5 separate regions of the Mus musculus genome follow, and regions 2, 3, 4 and 5 are each linked to region 1. The links are chromatin contacts, called in public HiChIP or PLAC-seq and promoter capture Hi-C maps. All regions are on one chromosome and are shown on one strand. Each heading gives the region's core, a stretch centred on a gene start, on an enhancer-like site or on the middle of the called end of the contact. The rest is flanking DNA. Distances are from core to core; before and after follow the strand shown. Region 1 holds the start of Ubac2 (ubiquitin associated domain containing 2). Region 2 overlaps Pcca (propionyl-Coenzyme A carboxylase, alpha polypeptide). Region 3 overlaps Pcca (propionyl-Coenzyme A carboxylase, alpha polypeptide). Region 4 overlaps Pcca (propionyl-Coenzyme A carboxylase, alpha polypeptide). Region 5 overlaps Pcca (propionyl-Coenzyme A carboxylase, alpha polypeptide).

Region 1 (3,264 bases), core at 6-2,505:
AATACGTCAACGTTTCCATAACTTAAATTAGGTACTAAATATGGAGATCATAAACAACATTAAACCTACTTCAAAGCCTGAGATTACGGTGAGAGGTGAGGACGACTTTAAATTATGTCGCTGGCTCTGACAGTCAGCTCTCAGACTATGTAACAGGAGTGTTCTTTGAAAGGCTCATGACGTTCACAACAGAATGTACCATCTGGAGATGCCAGGCACTTCTGTGCTCTAGCAACATTAACTTCACACGCAGAGATGGGAAATACCGACAGAGAAAGAAACTGCGAACTGCGGCTTGTTCAAACAGTTTGCTGTTAGTGTATCAATGCCTAATCTCAACACTGTTTAGTTAAGAGTCCACTCTCTAAAGTCAACTCAACATAATGTCGTGGGGGGGGGGGGTGCCTGGAGGTTGAATAAACTTCTCCGCCCTCTACCTGCTGACCACCGCAGACACTCCTGGAGAGTGCAGCGGCATCCAGAAGCAAAGCTTGCATTCTCTTGCCAAGTGACTTCCTAACTTCACTGAAAAGCGCTCACTTTTTCAGCTCGCAAAAACTCTTCAAGGACAACGGGTAAGATGTACGTGGAAGTTAATATTGAGGGGGCAGATTCTGGAGCGGAGGATGAAATTCACACGTTCCAGGAATCAGGTGGGTCCCAAAGAAGCCTGTATGAATGAAGGGGGAGAGGGAACCGAGCAGGGTTCCAGCGTCGCCCCCACGGGAACATCTTCCAGCCCCGCACTCGAGTCGCCAAGTGCGTGCGTGGGCCCGGGCCACGAGATGAGCGGGGCACCCGGCTGGACCCTAACTGCCCAGCCCACCTGCAGCAGGGCAGGAGCTGCTGCGCACCTTGTGGGAGACGCCGGGAGCGGAATGGACGTGGCACCCCCTCGGCCCTCGGGGCTATGGTGGGTGCGGCGCCCGCTGCCCCCTAAGAGCAAGAACTGACAAGGCTCGGGCGCGGGAGGCAAGGGGCCCCCAGCCTCCTGCAACCCCGAGTCCCCCGCTGCCCCGAGCCGGGTCCGGGAAGAGCTCGGAATGGAGCGAAGGGCGGCCCAAGGATGAGGGAACCGGTACTCACAAAGCCCACTGGAGCCGGTGCTGGTGAACATGGTCCCGCCGGGCCCGGAGCCCCCGCGGGGCGTCAGGGGGAGGGGAGGCAGAGGTGGAGAGCCCCCAGCGACCGCGCAGGCGCACTGTCAACCAGCGAGCGAAGTCGGCCCGGCGAGGCGCTCCGGAGCCGCCAGGAAGAAGGCGCATGCGCAGCCCGTGGGGCGTGCACACTCGGCCAGAGCCCGCCCCTTCCTTCCCAGAGAGGAAGTGCGTAGGTGCGGGCGAGCCGGATGGTAGCTGCTTCCGGTAGTTCGGGGCGGGTTTGGCGCATGCCAGAATTCCCAGTACAGAACCTTACGGCGTGAAGCGCCGTGAGCGAGCCGGTTCTTCCGCCACAGAACACCAGGCCTTTCTCGAGACCTCTGACCTTTCACTGGGCGAGACGGCCGCGAGTCCCACGCATGCTCAGTACTTCCGTGTGGGCCTTGGCGCTCAGTGAACAGTCTGCTTCCGGTGACCCACCAAGCACCTGGGGTTGCTGGGGTGAGGGTGGACAAGACGGCTAGTAGAAGAAAAAGTTTTAAAAATACACTTAGCTTTCTGTTCCGGGCAGTGGTGGCGCACGCCTTTAATCCCAGCACTTGGGAGGTTGAGTTCGAGGCCAGCCAGGTCTTAGAGAGTGAGTTCCAGGACAGCCAGGGCTTGGGGGGGGGGGGGGGGACTGTATGTTCATCCAGTTGAGTTATTTCGCAGGAAAATTATTTCCTTATGATCTTCGCAGAAGCTGATTCCCACAAAATCTGTAGCCCACTTAAGACTGGTTCTCAAACTATGGGGTCCCTGGGAGCACTGAAGGGTGTTCAGAAGACCCGGCCGATTTTTGTAGTAATGCTAAAACGTGTATTTTTCCTTTCCCGTTCTTTTTCATCCATGAGTAGTAAGGTTTTCCAATTAACCAGCGCCTGATAAACCAACTGGAACTGCAGGACGACCAAGTGCGTGTTAAGGCAGATCCCCAGTTGCAAGTAATCTAGAAGCCACCATTTAAACTTTGACATTTTATGGAGGGAAAAATGCCATTTAATCTAAGTGCTTGCTTTTCTAATTCCAGACCTACTCTGGGTGAGCTTTTCTTCATATACTTCATCCAAAACATCACAACAAACTAAAAAGAGAGAAGTGCGCAGGGAATCCCCACAGGGTATTGAGCCAGGCATTAAAAGCATTCTTCCTTAAAATGGTTTGCCTAGGAAAGTACCCGGTGTCAAAACTGAATGGTTGAATTTGGACATTTTTGCCTGATTCATCTAAGAAATGGCCCTATAGTGGTTAAATACATAGAAACGAGGGGGATAGTGTAGATTTAAGGAAAGCTTCAAAGTCACATTATGTCTCTTAAATTACTGTTTTGAAATTTAATCCTGTCTACTTAAGTCCTATATATTATAGATAGTAACCACTTATGGTAAACTAATATAAACTATAAAAGGTTATTATCTAATCAGGGTTAGAGAGGAAGAAATGAAGTAAATTCCTCATTCCGTTGAACATTAGTATGTTTGGAAGATCTGAAATCTGAAAAGATAGAAAGCTGTGAGATGAACAGTAGTCAGAAGTTTTGTAGCAGTTGCACATACTGACTGATATCAACATGAAAACTCAATCGTCACAAATTCAGGGCTCATAGGAAATGAAAACACTTGAGTGGAAATATACCAAAAATGAAGTGGTCAAAACTTGAAACTCTTGAAAATTATTCCACAGGAAACACTTTTTTTTTTCCTCTTCCAGTATCGTGAACATCAGTGCAGCAGTTCTGGTCACCTGGATTTATAAACACCAAGAAGTAGCAACAGCCAGTGTGCAAGTCACTGACAACCCAAGTCACCAAAAATCTTACTGAGAACCCATTAGCTCCTTGAATTAAAGATTATTTTGTGAAAAGAGGCTTGATCGTCTTGTTCTGCACCTGAAATAAAGCATTTCCCATTCTGTTGTTTTAAAATATTTACTCTGTAACAAGTGTACATAATTTTGTTTTTATAATAAAAAAGTAGTGATACCAAAATATGGGACAACTTAGATATATATTTTACCTATGTCAGAAGTGTTAAGCGAAGGGATTAAGTTGCACGCAGGGTTAATATTGAAGAATTTTAACATTTTCAGCGTTTAATCATTCTCAGAGATTTCTTCACAGTTCCTA
Region 2 (3,620 bases), core at 671-3,170, 970 kb before region 1:
ACTTAGAGAAGAGCTTTCTACATTCTCTCTCAGAAATTCAAATTAGACACTGACTTAGTAAAGACTGGGAAGTGGAAAAAGAAAAATTATGACTTCATTTAACCTACTACTTATATAAATTTATGTAAGATACAGTGTTTCTTTTTAAGTGAGTTCCTCTTAGGGGGAAGCTGCTACATTAATTGCACTAACAGCAATTCTTAGAATTGTGTGCAAATTTATAGCCAATAGAGTTAAAGTTGTAAACCTAGGGTGTCCCATTTAGTGACTCTGTTTTCCCTGTTATAACAGGATTTGATACAGATAACTCCCCATCCCCAAAAATCAAACCTCTGGGGTGTGATATCTCCAATCTGGAGGTCCACTCAATTAAAGCAACAGAAGCTACTTCTTTGGGCACTTTACTGATGATTACTAGCTCTGTAAAGTTACATCCTCAGGTCCTTAATTGCTTCTACTGCACAGATAAGTTATCAGCGTTGCTGAGGCTTCTACCTTACTTTCATTCCTTTTCTCATTTGTGAATATTTTCTATTTCAGATAATTTAGGCAACATAACTCATTTGTTTAATATGTTTATATATTTTTCTAGCAGGTTATAGGATGCATGCCTAATGTCTGCCCATTCCAAAAAGACCAGATGATCAACACAGGAGCATGAAGGATTTTCACTCTAAGTTTAGTATCCTAGGTTCAGCATTCTGTGTGTGTGTGCCTGCATGTGCAGTATCCTATATATGTCACCCCAGCCTTAATTTCATGTCACAATTCAGGTCCATATTGCATCCTTCCATGGTAATTTACTGATCACAATCTCAATGGCTTGCAGATGTTGTTCTGTTACATGGAACTCCCCCGGTTCTTTATGAAAACCCTGCTGTCTATGGACTGAATGGAAACACTGTGAGGAGTATACAGTCTTTTGCCACAATAGGCTTTGGTCCCAGTATTTTCCACGTGGAGCCCTCTGAGAAGGCAGTATGCATATGTATACGAGCTTTGCTTCCTACCTCTGCTATTAGCTAACTGAACTTGAGGACAGCAAACCCTAGACTTTCCAGTGATCCCTCAACATCTAGGTGAGAAAAAACGGAGAGGGACAATCAGACTCCCCTCTTGGGAATGACAGAAGGAATGGTTGCAGGGAGAGCATGATCTAAACAGTGGCCATGGACACAACAACATGTATCCATCTGTAATGCCTTCCTAAGGGCTTGGGTGACCAGTCTTTCCTAAAGGTATATCCTGACAGTATGTTTAGAAAATGTGAATGAATTTCTTGCAAATGATATAAACAAAACAATTCCTTAAGAATCCTTAGCATTGTAAGCATAGATGGAAGAGGAGTGCTAACTCTTGTAACTCCTACCATGGGTCATCTCTATGGATTGGCTCCCCCGAAGGCCCTGACCTATGAAGTATTTGAACTTTACTCAGGCAGCCAGTCTGCATGTGGCTGTCAGCTCGGTTCAAATACGGGATAGATCTCAGAAGACCTAACTAGAAATTTAGGAAGTGCCCTGTCTTGTCACGAGTGCTGCCAAAGCAAGTTAGTACAGTAAATACAAGAGATGGCAAGGAGTGCAAGAGTAAAAGATTGCTGTGTGGCCAGTGCTTGAAGTAAAGTGTCTGATGTGGACGGACAGACAGACACACGGCACCAGGCCCCATGACCTTACTGCTGTCGAGAAAGCCATGAGTGGCTGGTGTTTCCCTTCTGAACACACCACACCACTCACTGTCTTTCAGTCCTCACTCCCTCTGCTTCCACTGTGAGACAGGAAAGAGAAAGGGAGGACAGGAGGGGAAGAATGAGGGGAGAATTCAGTGTGAAACTGAAATCACCACAGGCCTGCATTTCTCAGAACAAACCTAGATCTAATCAAAGAATGCATCAGATAGGCAGGAAGGAAACGCAGTGCCACCAAGCCTAAGTAGGCAGAGCGCTGAACACTGGGCCTCTCTGAAGGGCTCCCCACAGAATCACTTGGGAGCTGCCTCAGATGGAAACAGCCCATGTGTGAACAATTTCAGTGGAAGTCATTTCCCACTCCTGTCTGTAAATTTGGAACTATGTAGAGGTCACCAATAGTAAGAGTGGCATCTTAGAAAACTCTACATATGCAGATACACCCACATACAAGAAAGGGCAAGTTCAAACACTTCCAATGAGGTCTTGGTAACCCAGTCAGGTTTTTAATCTCTGAGCACATTGTTTGGAAATTTAGAGTGGCAGTGCAGAAGTTATCACAATGCATCAAGACGGCAGGTACACTAGGTGAGTCTGTCTAAGCCTGGCTTGGTAAATTTAGTTTTTTATTTTGGGAGGCCATAATCCCTATGTATCTAAGCATTTTCCTTAACATGGGTCAGAGAGTCAAGTGTTTCGTGAGAACCTCAGTCGACTCATGTCAAACAGTGTGAATTTGCTACTGACTTAAAATAGGGCCAGAGTTCTTGCCATTTCAGCCTGAGGATCATAAACACAATGGCCACCTGAGACCACAGAGCCGGATATGAGCTACTTATAGTAATACTGAGCCAGGGAACAAGAATAGCAGGAAAACAGCCCATTTTCTTGTGGTGAGGGCCTTTGAAGTAAACTATTTCTTAAACATACTATGAAGTTCAAAACATAAGTCTTTGAAGGCAGGTTATCCTCCTCAGCACAGTGACCACTGCTAATCAATTACTTCCTTTTCCTCTTGGATTTTATTTGTGAAACTGAGACCCATATTGTTGTTCTTTATCTAGGAAACCCACTGACACAAAGTGCTACAGCATTCTTGGACTCATGTCCCAAGATGGAAAAAGCAGCAAGACCTAGCTCAGAGATTCCCTACAGTACAGGAGATGTGCATATCCCCTGCTGTTCTGTCACAGTTTGGCACACCTTCACATCACAGAGCTATGGAAAAAGAAATGAAATAAGGGCCGTGGAGATGCTCAGGGAATAGAATCCTGCTGTCAAGCATGGTGACTTGAGTATGAATTCCCTGGGACATCCACCAAAAAGTTGGTGTTGTAATGCCTATAATTCCAGGGTCAGGGAGGTAGAGGCAGGAGAACCCATGGGACTTGCTGGTTCACTAGTCTAGCCAATCAATACTACCAGGTTCAGTGAGAGAGATCCTGTCTCAAAAAATAAATGAATAAACAGAAGAATGATGGAGGAACACACTGATTTTGACCTCTGGCTTCTGTGAAGGTATGCATCTGCATATGAATATGCACGTAAGTGCACACACACACACACACACACACACACACACACACGCATCCATACACAATGAAAAAGCATATCTTAAATGTCAAACAATCAAGAATATATGTCTTCATTTTTTAAATTAAAAACAAATTATCAGCTGGGATTAATCAGCTGGGTGTGATGTTGCACACCTTTAATCCCAGCTCTTGTGAGGCAGAGGCAGGCAGCTCTCTGAGTTTGAAGCCAGTCTACTCTAAATTGAAGTGAGTTCTACGACAGCCAGGGCTACACAGAAACCCTGCCTTGATAAACAAAACAAAACAAAGCAAAACAAAATTATCTCCAATATTTTCCAATTCATGACTCAGGGCTAAGATTGGTTTCAGCAATCATCTAATACTTCTCAATAAGA
Region 3 (3,415 bases), core at 590-3,089, 1.0 Mb before region 1:
CAAGACTGGGTTTAGGCTCTTGTTGATCACTGGCTTTTCCCAAGCAAACTTGCTGACCACATAATGAAAAGTAGGAAGGGCAACAATAATGCCAGAAGACTGTATTTATTAAGAGGTAAGAAGGCTGCACTTGCACTGCCTTGCTTACCAGTTAAGCAATCATAAGTGGGTAAATAGAGCTAGGATGGAGCAAATGGGGGCAGCCTCCCAGGCAAGAGCTGACCCACACCTTCTGCCCATCTTGGTCTTAGATGTCAGAAAACTAGGATTGAAGGTAAATACCCTCTTATGAGGACAAAAAAGCACAAATGTGATGCTCTAATTATAGCCACAATTAGAACTGGCAAGCTGGGGCTGGCAGTATATAGACTGGGTGGCTTCCAGAAAAACAAAACAAACAAACAAGAAGAAAGAAAGAAAACCCCAGAGGGTAGAGGTAACCACAACCACAACAACAAAAAGCGAAAAAGGAAAAAGAAAAAGAAAAAAAAAAAAAACTTCACTGCTCACTAGCCTGCACATTTAGATACAAGATTTCACTGACTGCTCTGATAATATCTGATAATACAATGTGCATTTGTGCCTGTTAATGCCAAAACCAGTGAAGAGCCCATTTCCACCCCCCAATCCTGTATGAAAACCCTGGGAGCTCTGCAGCACTGCACAAGTCAGCCTCTAACTTTCACACCTCACCTCTCCCACCATCGCCTACCGCTGACCTCAGGTACTGCTGTCTGCAGGAACATCCGTGAAAGCAGCTAGGCAGAACTACCTGGCCCTTTGTGTTTTCTACAAAAGTAGATAGCTCTCCTGTATCACCAGGGGAAGATATTTTTAAGTCAGTTTCCCAGTTGAATGTTAATTGGGAACTAATGAACAATCCAACTTGATCATTCTTATTCTGTATTTTTCTAGAAGCCAATGTCCCCTCCATGGATTTTTCTAAGTGTTAACATGATGCTCTATCTGTATTAATAAAAAAAAAAATCAGGTGCTATCTCAACATAATGATTATAGAAAATTAGGCAAAGTCCAGTGGCTTCAGTCAGATTCACAGTAGAATTAGCACATAGCCCATGAAAGTGGTTCCACAAGTACTTAAGGGCCTCTGGGAATCTCCCAGTTGCATTTTCAACCATTTTTTACTTTTGCTTCTAAGCAGCTGATTGAAGAAAAAGAAAGAGAAAGAGAAAAAGAAAAAGAAAGATGTATGTATCCTACACATTTGTCCACAGCAAGTTATGGGACTGAGCAGATAAGGGATATAATATAGCTCTGCTATTAAAAAGTCAAGAATAAAGCTTCCAGTTATGAATTTCACTTTCCACCTTACAACAGTGGGCTGATTTTGAACAGATTATAGGATTAAGGCTTCCTTAATTTTCCTCCCCAGTTAGACATTTAGTTCAGAAATCCTGCAACTAGAAACCCCTGTCAGGGTTAATATGTTCTGGCATGAATTCCTCAAGCATGCTTCATATCTAGAGGGCCAGGGAATAAGGAACAATGCAAAGTAAATGTAAATTTTACAAATTTGAGAAAGAAGAGAATGTCTGTCCTCATTTCTATTCCACGCCCCTACACCCCCACCCCTACACACACACAAGTTGGGAGGAGGCACTGTCACCCACACAACTCAGATGTGAAGTAGGTATACAGAGTGAATGCACACCTGTACCATGAGCGTCCTGTGGGTTAGAAGAGGCCACTGGGAGCGTGCTCCTGTCGGTGCCATTGTTCTGTAGGGGAAGTCTGAGCCCAGCATATCCCTCACACAGAAGTACTCTTACCATGTCTCCAGGCTTGACAGAAACGGCCACCACCACTCCAGGCATCGGGGAGCACAGAGTGCTGCTGGTGTCCTTGGGCACTTTTTCAAGCATGAATTTGTTCAGCTCTGCAGCAAGCTTGGTTAAAATGTGCACTTTGTACTTGAAAGAGAAAAAGCACAACAGAGGTCAAATGACGAATATCATCTAAAACAGCACTTATTCAAAATCTGCTTTTAGCTTTAAACTAAAATTACAATAATATCCTTTAAAGTCAAACATTCTAAAACCCTCCACATAACATTATTCATAACGGAGACAGGTTTTTTAAAGGAATTACTCATGATTAATTAGTGATATATAAAAAAGTATCACAGATCTTTAAGAAAACCATCTCAGAACTTTGTAAAGGAAAACAGTAAGGATTTTGCTTGAGGAACACTGCCGAGTGAGTGAGAGATCGAGCAGTGCAAAGCAGAGGAACCAGATCCTTTGAGTCCCTCAGCCTCAGGGAAAAGGCAGTGACACCGAGTGCATACCAGTAGATGGCAGCAGATTGCTGTCGCACGCCTCCCACACCTCTGAAGCAGCTACACCATGTAGATTATTAAATAGAGACAAAGGCTTCAGTGTTCATTTTGAGAAAAGAAGAGAAAAGTCCTTAACGTTCAAATATTTCTCAGTGACATAAAATGTTATATTCACATCAAAATGTTTTTCCTTTTAGGCACATTACCATGTAGCCTTTTCTCATATGACAAGCCAGCTAGTAGAAAGACAAGATGTAATGAGAATATCTTTTGGGCCGAGATATGATAGCACCAAGATTTGTAAAACACGGAAAATGCCAGGCACATCAGTTTTCATGGCATAGCAAAGGTGGATGGCCAACAAGTCAATCTTAACATTTCTAATACAGACAATACCTACTGGACAGGAAACATCCCAGATAAATATATGAACCACGATTCGCTCTACCCAAACAGAAAATAAAACGCTTTGAGGTAGGGAATTGGTTTCTGGTTCCCACCAGATCCGGTCTCTCTGGGGAGGACAGAAGCAGCACCCACTGGGCAGCTCCATTTTGTTGGAGGAAAGCTGCTGTAACTCAAAGCCTCCTGTGGGCATCATGCTGGCAGGGAGGCCGAGGCAGAATCTGATTCCCACTTTGATTCTGCCTGGGGACAGTGGCACTCTCCAAGTGGCTCTTTACAGGGCCTATTTAAAGCAGGTGGGGGAGGCCCCACAGAAGAGCTTTGATAGCCTAGGTTCCAAGCAGATTTTCGACACTGTGACAGGTTGAATAATAACATCTTCTGGGTGTTTCTTTACTCCTGAGTGTGTGTTTTGCAATCAAGACATAGAAATGTCTGCCAGTTCCTGAAGGATATGATCCTTAAGTGAAATTACAGCACAAATAAAAGCTTTTTGCTCCTATTAAAATTCATCTGAGTCATAAATGACAAGGGAAAAGCAGGCTGCTGTCAGTCTGACGACACCCTGGGCAGAGGGACTACGCATCACCCATGAATTGTACTTCCAAGGCCCTCATTAAATCCTTGGGAACCAAGGGGGGACATAATTGGGCCAAATTGCACAGTTTTAGTATCTGTGCTCTATCTCCCTTGGAACAGAAAGTCCGGCAG
Region 4 (3,476 bases), core at 773-3,272, 670 kb before region 1:
ATCACGCTTACTTCACTTAAGAGAATGGGAGCAGAGGATGATGCTTTCTCATCAGTTCCAATGTCTTTGCAACAAGCAAAGCTTGTACAAGAACTGCCCGAGAGGATGGTGTTTAAGACCTTGGAGCAGGAAAGAATTTCTAGATTCCACACCACTCAGCTATTACTCTTGAGCATTTACATGTACACCCGAGGCACTGGCATGCTGACCCAGGGAGTTGCCCGCCAGTCTGTTTTATTGCTGCACAAATTGCGACAGAAAAAAAACACACACACACACACACACACACACAAAAACCAAAAAAACAAAAAACAAATATTTGTTGCAGTTGAAGTAGATAAATAAAATTTAATACAGTCATACAGTGGGGTATTCTCTAGCAGGTAAGTACAACACACTGAAATCAATGTATTAACAGCAAAAGAAAAAAATTATCAGTGAAGTAATGGACACATTACAATGATTCCTGTGAGAATTTGAATAACCAACTTATGGCCCTACTACTAAGCACTGGTTATGGGATAACACTTTCCCTAAAGCCCTAAAGCATTAGTGTGGGATACATGTGAGTGGCTATTGCTAAGGGTAGGAAGGGAGGAGATTCAGAAAGCATGTGTGGCCAAGCAATTGATTAAATAATACAATGATACTTCAAGCTTTGGTTCTGAATGCACACTTTCCATTAAAACGAAAGCCCCGTAATTAATTCATACAAACAACAACAACAATGGCAAAATGATGCATTTGGGGGTAGAGCTCTGCAGAACGCACCTGAACACGTAGGAGAGGACTGAAAGGCACATGAAGGCCAGCCCAAGCTCAGCCTCACCCTGTTTCTTCACCTCGAACCACTCAATTTGAACACTTCTGCCCACAGCTGGAAAATAAGAGCTCAGCTGACTTTCCCCTGAGGGTGAGCACTGACCTGGACTGCTATCAGGAGTTACTCGAAACAGGCAGTTTATTCAGACTGAACATGACCGCTAAGAAAGTGATGTCCTTGCTGAGACTCTGACAGTAAACAAACAGAAAATGCAAAAGAGTTTATGTGACTTTGCAAATGTGGCATTGCTAAGTAACTCTCAGAATAAAGTGCATCTCCTCTGTGGGTCCCAGAACAATGGACTTGGCTAAACTTGGCTAAAGAGAACAGTCCAGAAATCTCTAATCTCTAAGTAGCTAATCTCTGAAGAATGTTTGAGCCAGCCAAACCAGCATATTATGTGTTTACTCTCAAGAAAAGGTCAAGAATGTAAAACTAGACTTTAAAACACCTCCACCGGGGTTCAAGAATTATACAAATCTACAAGTTACACATAAACTAATAGAAGAAAATGTAGCAGAGTGCCTAAGGGAACACAGTGGTTTTAGAATCGTTTTATTATTACTTAAAAGTACTTGGTTAAAAAGAAACAGATACACACAAAGAGAAGACAGTGTGCAGACATGTAAACTCTCAATAATGTAGCCAAGAATGAAAAAAAGCATAGAGAGCCCTAGTTATCAAGTCACTAGACACAGACATCATTACAAGAGACAGAACAACCCAGGGAAAGAGCCTATGTTAGAGACCCATCCCAGTCGCAGCCTGAAACTGATTGTCTTCAAATAATATCTGAAACCTATAGCAGATATTTCTTCACTTTTCTTTAACCCACACACCCAATTTCCTCACAGGTGTAGTTCGCCAATGCCAAATTTACTTTTTGCTCTGTGATAATAAAGTTTGTGTAACCACTGTCAGTGTTACTTGGGGCAACCTGACCCTATATCCCAGGTCATAGTCTGTAGGCTTAGATTTTTACAAACCTACTTTTAATAAGTAAACTCCCTTTTAGCCCACCACCCACCAGAGGCAGTGGGAAGGAAAGGCTAACAGAGCAAAGGAGAATGTTGACCTGTTTAGAAATATTTCCTTGGAGGAAATCCAATCTGTGTTGTCAGGATATGGCATTCATTAAATCAGCAATGGCAGGTTGACCTAGAAAAAACCACAAGGCTCTGCCAATTAGCCCCAAGAAGCTTCTGGAACACTACCAGTACCATGAAGTCATGACAAATGATAACCAAGAGAGAATGGTAAGGTGTACCAATACCATCCAGCACTGTCAGCAAAGACCGGTGTCAGCAAAACCCAACAATGACCAGAAAAGAATGGCAAGGTGTACCAATACCACACAGCATCGTCCACTGTCCAGTGGGATATATTTATATCCTTTGCAAACACACGAACCCTCAAGCATCTGCCATAGCAAAACATCACATGCCCTTTTTCCAGGCTGCCTCCAGAAAAACACGTGCCTGTTCTTAGCAAGAGCATCCTCTCATAAGACAGTTTTCACGTGACATAACTGAGTCTCCAAAGAAACCAGAAATTTCCACTTCAATGCTCACTCATATTTGACTCTAGAATACTACTATCTCTTATTCCCTCTCAGACAAGAAGAGCTTTGCATCAACAGAGTTCGGTGGTAAAGTGCTTGCCAAACACACAAGTCCATGTGTTTGACTTTCAGTACCATGTAAAATAAAAGTTTTGAGAAAAACTTTTAAACAACTGCGCATAAAACAACTATGAAAACTACCACAGTCAAAAAGAATGAAGAAGAATAGAAAACACAAGGTAACATACTGCCACTGATTCTCTTCCTCAGAAAAAAAGGGTCCTTGTCAGCGTGGCATATGGATGAAGCTGTGAACATCAGGGACACATGGGCTGATGCTCAGCTCTGCTCTTGCAGAACTGTAAGGTGTGGGACAAATCACTCCTAAGGGCCTTTCTTAAAATGTAAGTCATAATATCTCCCGAGTTCCCAAGGGACTCATTAAAAGGACCACATGACTCTTTACAGGCTGTCAAGTGCCCCTAAAGGTAAGATATCTTACAAAAGCTCAAAGTGCCCAGTTTTGGCCTTAAAAAAGCATACCAAGCCACTTAAGGCTGGCCATAAGAGTAATAATCCTCATTAAAACAACTCTTGTCTAGACTCAGATTCCAACAGGGGAACAAATCTCAACTCTGACACCTCTCGAGTGCACAGGAAATGTCTTCACGTGCAAAGAGAGAGCAATGATAGTGTTCCACAGCCATAGTCAGACCTGATGCAGTAAATTAACCCAAAACTGAGGACATGGCCATGCTTTTAGACAGACTAAGTTAGCCACTGGGGGGAAAAAAAACAGGAAAATAAGTATCCTTTGTTGATAAACGAGCACCTACCTTTGGGTTGGGGTTGTGTCTCGCTGTGAGTAAAACCAGTTAACCCACTAGCAATCATCTCAAAGAACAATTTCCACATGAGTTCTAACCTGACCAAAGCCAGGTAACATACCCACAGCACCACTCAGGTGACCAGGACACAAAAATAAAATACTTCTGTAGACAAACTAATTCAAAAAGACACAGACGATCCTGCCAAGAAAAGAAGCCCAAGGGGCTGGTGAGATGGCTCAGTGGGTAAGAGCACCCAACTGCT
Region 5 (3,475 bases), core at 397-2,896, 760 kb before region 1:
TAATATAAGTGTGAGATATCTCAATAAGAGTAGGAAAAACCTGATCCATCACCAAAGGGCTCACGCGCATGTGCACACACACAGACTTGAATACTGTGTCACCAAAGAAAGTGTTCTTGAGTGTAAGATGTGTAATTCACAGCATGTCACAGGCACATGATCCTAGTGTAGACTCTAGCCCTCCTGCTTTCCAAAATTCCTCCAAATATGACAATCATTTATTACAAAATATTCTCATAGATGACTTGGATAGGTGGTAATATCTAAGCTATGACTAAAAAGAGCCCAATTTGAGTTTAAAAGTGTATTAATAAAATTAAACCACTTTAGGACAGTCTTAGAAGCTGCTGAGTGCTTCATGGGGAATAAAAGGACCAATGATTTAACCCACAGACAGCAGCATTATATAACCTACCAAGTCTTACTGTGAAATTAGTACAATAGGGAAAAGCTTCTAAAGATGCTGGCAACGCTGAGGAAGTAATTAATACAGATGTTCTCGACAGATAAAATAGTATCTTATATGTACTGGCCTTATATCCAAGGCAGTTTTTCAAAACAAACAACAAAGAACACTTAATATGACTTAAATGACCAAAACCAAAATAATTTAGCCATACCCAACAGAAGCAGTACACAACAAGCCAATCACAGAAGAGCATGCTGAGGAAGCTGATAGCTCAAGAACACCAGACCAAAGAACTCTATGCTAGCTTGTCTCATTTACAAGAATATCTTAATGTCCATGATCACTTTGGAATATACAAACTTTGCCAAATCAAATGCTCTCCTATCATAGACAAAAATTCTGAGTAACAAACCACACTGAGAAAACAGGACTACTAAAATATTAGTATATGGCTTCCTGAAACAATGTAGCTAGCAGCACAGATTGTTTTAAGATGTTGCTGTAAGCCTGACAGAAAGTGTTGTCTGAGGCCCTTGCCTAGCCACAGCTTTCCATAGGTATACACATGTATTGATCTGACTCAAAATTATAGGTTTCAAAGCTTTGTTCTCTTTTCCTATTTTCTCCATTTAGACACTACAGAAGACAACTGTGTTCATGAGCAAGAGGAATATACTTGAAACTTCATATATATATATATATTCACTTGCTTAGCCTATCCAGCTCTCACCTCCCACTTTCTACTGCATCTTTCTTTCCTAGCAAAGCTATTAAGTTGATATTTTCCATTTTAGAAAAAGGTAAGAACTTGAACAAGCTTGTCAAGGGCACCTTCATTTGAATCCTGTGTGCTGTGTCCTTCACATTACAACAGACCACAGCCGAGTGCTCACACACAACTAAATACAAACTGTGTCCAATCCTCAAGACTCTTCAGACAATTATTCGTTTTAATTAGCTAGTGAGTTCATCTTATAAAAGAACCAAACTAAGATCAAGTGACTACAAGTCCTACTTTAATAAGAGAATATGGTAATTCAACTGATAAATTCTAGAGCCACAAGTAATAGAAACCAAAAACTATTAAAATATTATTTGCTCTATGGGAATTACTTATTACACGTTTGCTCAACCGTATCTGCTGAAAGACACAGAAACACTACCAAAGTTAATTTAAGGACTTACCAATTTCCCTTGCAATTCTGACAGCTTCATCTGCATCCTGTAAAGGCAGGAAATGAGACTCAACATTAATCCCATGAGACATTGCACAATGTCTTTAGGGCAGTCATATATTGCACTACTGTCTCCTCTGATTCATTTAATGTTCAATTTTACAACCTTCTAACCCTTTTCATTCAGAGAAATGTAAAATTAATACCATAAGTGGAATGTAAATTCTCCTTCGTCGTTATTATATTAAGAAACTCAAAGCAGTTTGAAATGAGCTGGCAGGAAACATGACCAGAATTGCCAATGATTCGGTGCAGTTGCTGGGATTTAATGGCAGATTTTAGATGTTTACAATCAATACTGAATTGTAAATCAGATCATTAAAGCTTGTCTGCAGCCCCCTTGTCTATTTACACACTGTGTTTTCCTAGATTCTGTCAGCAGGGGGAGTTGATTGTCTATTGTTTGGGAGGAGCTCTATCAATTTTCTAGAAATAAGTAAATTTCCAGTATCTGTAAGAATTAGCAATTGTTTAAAAAAAAAAGGAAAAAAAAGAAGAAAGAAAGGAAGGGAGGAAAGAAAAAGAAAAAAAAGAAGAAACCTTGTGATTTCCATTATATTTTCTTAACCAATTCTTCAGGTACATATTTTATCTTTACAGTTGTACTAGGCACATAAATTAAAGTTCAGTGAAACTCCGAAGAACAAGGTAAGGACTCCTCCCTGAGGTCCAAGACAGGCCTGCGTTACCGACTCACAAGTGCATCCGTCCCCGCCATTTGTCAGCAGTAACACTTAAAACCGCTTCAACAAACTGCCCCAGCCAAAGCCATTCACCTGATATACACTGTGCAAACTCTATGCACAAATTTTCGACATAATGACAAGAACTCTGAAGCCACTTTCTCAATTCAATTAATTTTTCTAATCCAGTGGCACTATATGCACCACCAGCAATGTTCTAGAACCACCAGTTGATAAATATGCAGGAATTTTTCCACAATTTCAAGGCATTCAAGGGAAGCCTGGCATTTTTAAAGCTCTTAAATTACTACATTTAAAATGAAGAGCAATCACAGTAGACTCCCCAATCCCCAAACTGGGACTAGGGGAAAATAACTGCTTCATTTATGTCCAGTTTTTAGAAAAAGAAAAGAAATTCTTCCTTAAAAGTCTTCAGTACCCAACAGCATCCCTGAATAAGGAGGCTGGAACGGGAAGTTGTCAGAAAAATTTAATTTCCTTTCATTAGCCAGTCTGCTCCACAAATAGGTGCTTGTTAAGTTCAAAGCAATCCTGAAAGCGACACCAGTTTTAAGTCTTTTTTTACTCCAAGCAGTCACATCTGCTAATGAGATTTTCCAAATAACAATTGTTTTCAAGTCAGAGATAAAGCTCTGTCTTGCTCCCTGCCCCAAAATCAAGCTTTACTCGCTTTCTATACCTTGATGCTTGCACCAACCCTGCATCTCCAAATTTTAGTTTAAAAAGATAAAATTTTAAAAAAAATCTATGAAACGGGTCATTTAAGAATGTCATGGCTTCCACACATTGAGTTGGAAGGCTCTTTGTTCCAGCCGGTGACAGTTATTGGAGAATACTTGCCTTTAATAGCCTCTGTCAGGAAGTGTTAAACCTGCCAAATCGAACAATTAGTGCCTCTTGAACAACATACAGGAAGAGTGAGGACTGGTGAGGACCCGGTTATAATCAGCTAGAAGGAAACTTTTAACATTTCATTCAATGTGGAAGGGTGTGTTTGCCAAAGACGTCTCAAAGAAATTCAACTACAACCTACAAAGTCTGGGGCCCAGGGAAGCCAACAGTGCTCAAAATCTACTTCTGGTTGTGACATATTTATGTATCCACATGACACACACACGTTATGCTTT

The links. Promoter capture Hi-C pulls out the DNA fragments that hold promoters and counts their contacts. HiChIP or PLAC-seq counts read pairs in DNA pulled down with a chosen protein or histone mark.
Region 2: an H3K27ac HiChIP or PLAC-seq map of T-cell acute lymphoblastic leukemia shows a contact between it and region 1, with 2.8 times the contacts expected there. The contact joins the enhancer-like site here to the promoter of Ubac2 in region 1. A contact is called at or near these places in 1 of 39 promoter capture datasets (the C10 cell line), 3 of 115 datasets of contacts at active chromatin or transcription factors (T-cell acute lymphoblastic leukemia, astrocytes and large pre-B cells) and 1 of 9 other capture datasets (adipose tissue).
Region 3: a promoter capture Hi-C map of liver shows a contact between it and region 1, with 3 times the contacts expected there. The contact joins the enhancer-like site here to the promoter of Ubac2 in region 1. A contact is called at or near these places in 9 of 39 promoter capture datasets (the 3T3-L1 cell line, 3T3-L1-derived adipocytes, the C10 cell line and 5 more), 3 of 15 datasets of contacts at CTCF or cohesin (embryonic stem cells, large pre-B cells and pro-B cells), 5 of 484 Hi-C or Micro-C datasets (B cells, CD4 T cells and the G1E-ER4 cell line), 2 of 115 datasets of contacts at active chromatin or transcription factors (acute myeloid leukemia and astrocytes) and 1 of 9 other capture datasets (embryonic stem cells).
Region 4: a contact with region 1 is called in a promoter capture Hi-C map of liver, with 2.1 times the contacts expected there. The contact joins the enhancer-like site here to the promoter of Ubac2 in region 1. A contact is called at or near these places in 4 of 39 promoter capture datasets (the C10 cell line, the HPC-7 cell line, liver and 1 more) and 2 of 9 other capture datasets (embryonic stem cells and liver).
Region 5: a contact with region 1 is called in a promoter capture Hi-C map of pre-B cells, with 4 times the contacts expected there. The contact joins the enhancer-like site here to the promoter of Ubac2 in region 1. A contact is called at or near these places in 19 of 39 promoter capture datasets (the 3T3-L1 cell line, 3T3-L1-derived adipocytes, the C10 cell line and 12 more) and 1 of 9 other capture datasets (embryonic stem cells).

What each region holds. Positions count from the first base shown.
Region 1 is chr14:121,876,597-121,879,860 of GRCm38.p6, reverse strand. Ubac2 (ubiquitin associated domain containing 2) reads right to left here and starts at 1,255. Exons shown (of 9, transcript NM_026861.2): 1 at 1,087-1,255. The coding sequence starts at 1,117. It overlaps 1810041H14Rik (RIKEN cDNA 1810041H14 gene), which reads left to right and starts at 453. Exons shown (of 2, transcript NR_130999.1): 1 at 453-653; 2 at 2,850-3,002.
Region 2 is chr14:122,850,986-122,854,605 of GRCm38.p6, reverse strand. All of the region lies in intron 21 of Pcca (propionyl-Coenzyme A carboxylase, alpha polypeptide), which reads right to left. Among named protein-coding and RNA genes, the nearest start is that of Gm46488, 58 kb to the left of the region's middle. Within about 2 kb of position 1,920, at least 45 of the 459 cell types and tissues checked have an H3K27ac peak or open chromatin away from gene starts, as enhancers often do. A contact at or near this core is called in T-cell acute lymphoblastic leukemia, where this site is marked.
Region 3 is chr14:122,875,280-122,878,694 of GRCm38.p6, reverse strand. Pcca (propionyl-Coenzyme A carboxylase, alpha polypeptide) reads right to left here. Exons shown (of 24, transcript NM_144844.2): 22 at 1,791-1,931. Among named protein-coding and RNA genes, the nearest start is that of Gm46488, 34 kb to the left of the region's middle. Within about 2 kb of position 1,839, at least 23 of the 459 cell types and tissues checked have an H3K27ac peak or open chromatin away from gene starts, as enhancers often do. A contact at or near this core is called in liver, where this site is marked.
Region 4 is chr14:122,550,682-122,554,157 of GRCm38.p6, reverse strand. The region is part of intron 1 of Pcca (propionyl-Coenzyme A carboxylase, alpha polypeptide); the gene reads right to left. Among named protein-coding and RNA genes, the nearest start is that of Pcca, 18 kb to the right of the region's middle. Within about 2 kb of position 2,022, at least 4 of the 459 cell types and tissues checked have an H3K27ac peak or open chromatin away from gene starts, as enhancers often do. A contact at or near this core is called in liver, where this site is marked.
Region 5 is chr14:122,636,537-122,640,011 of GRCm38.p6, reverse strand. Pcca (propionyl-Coenzyme A carboxylase, alpha polypeptide) reads right to left here. Exons shown (of 24, transcript NM_144844.2): 8 at 1,595-1,631. Among named protein-coding and RNA genes, the nearest start is that of Gm46487, 7.8 kb to the right of the region's middle. Within about 2 kb of position 1,646, at least 18 of the 459 cell types and tissues checked have an H3K27ac peak or open chromatin away from gene starts, as enhancers often do. A contact at or near this core is called in pre-B cells, where this site is marked.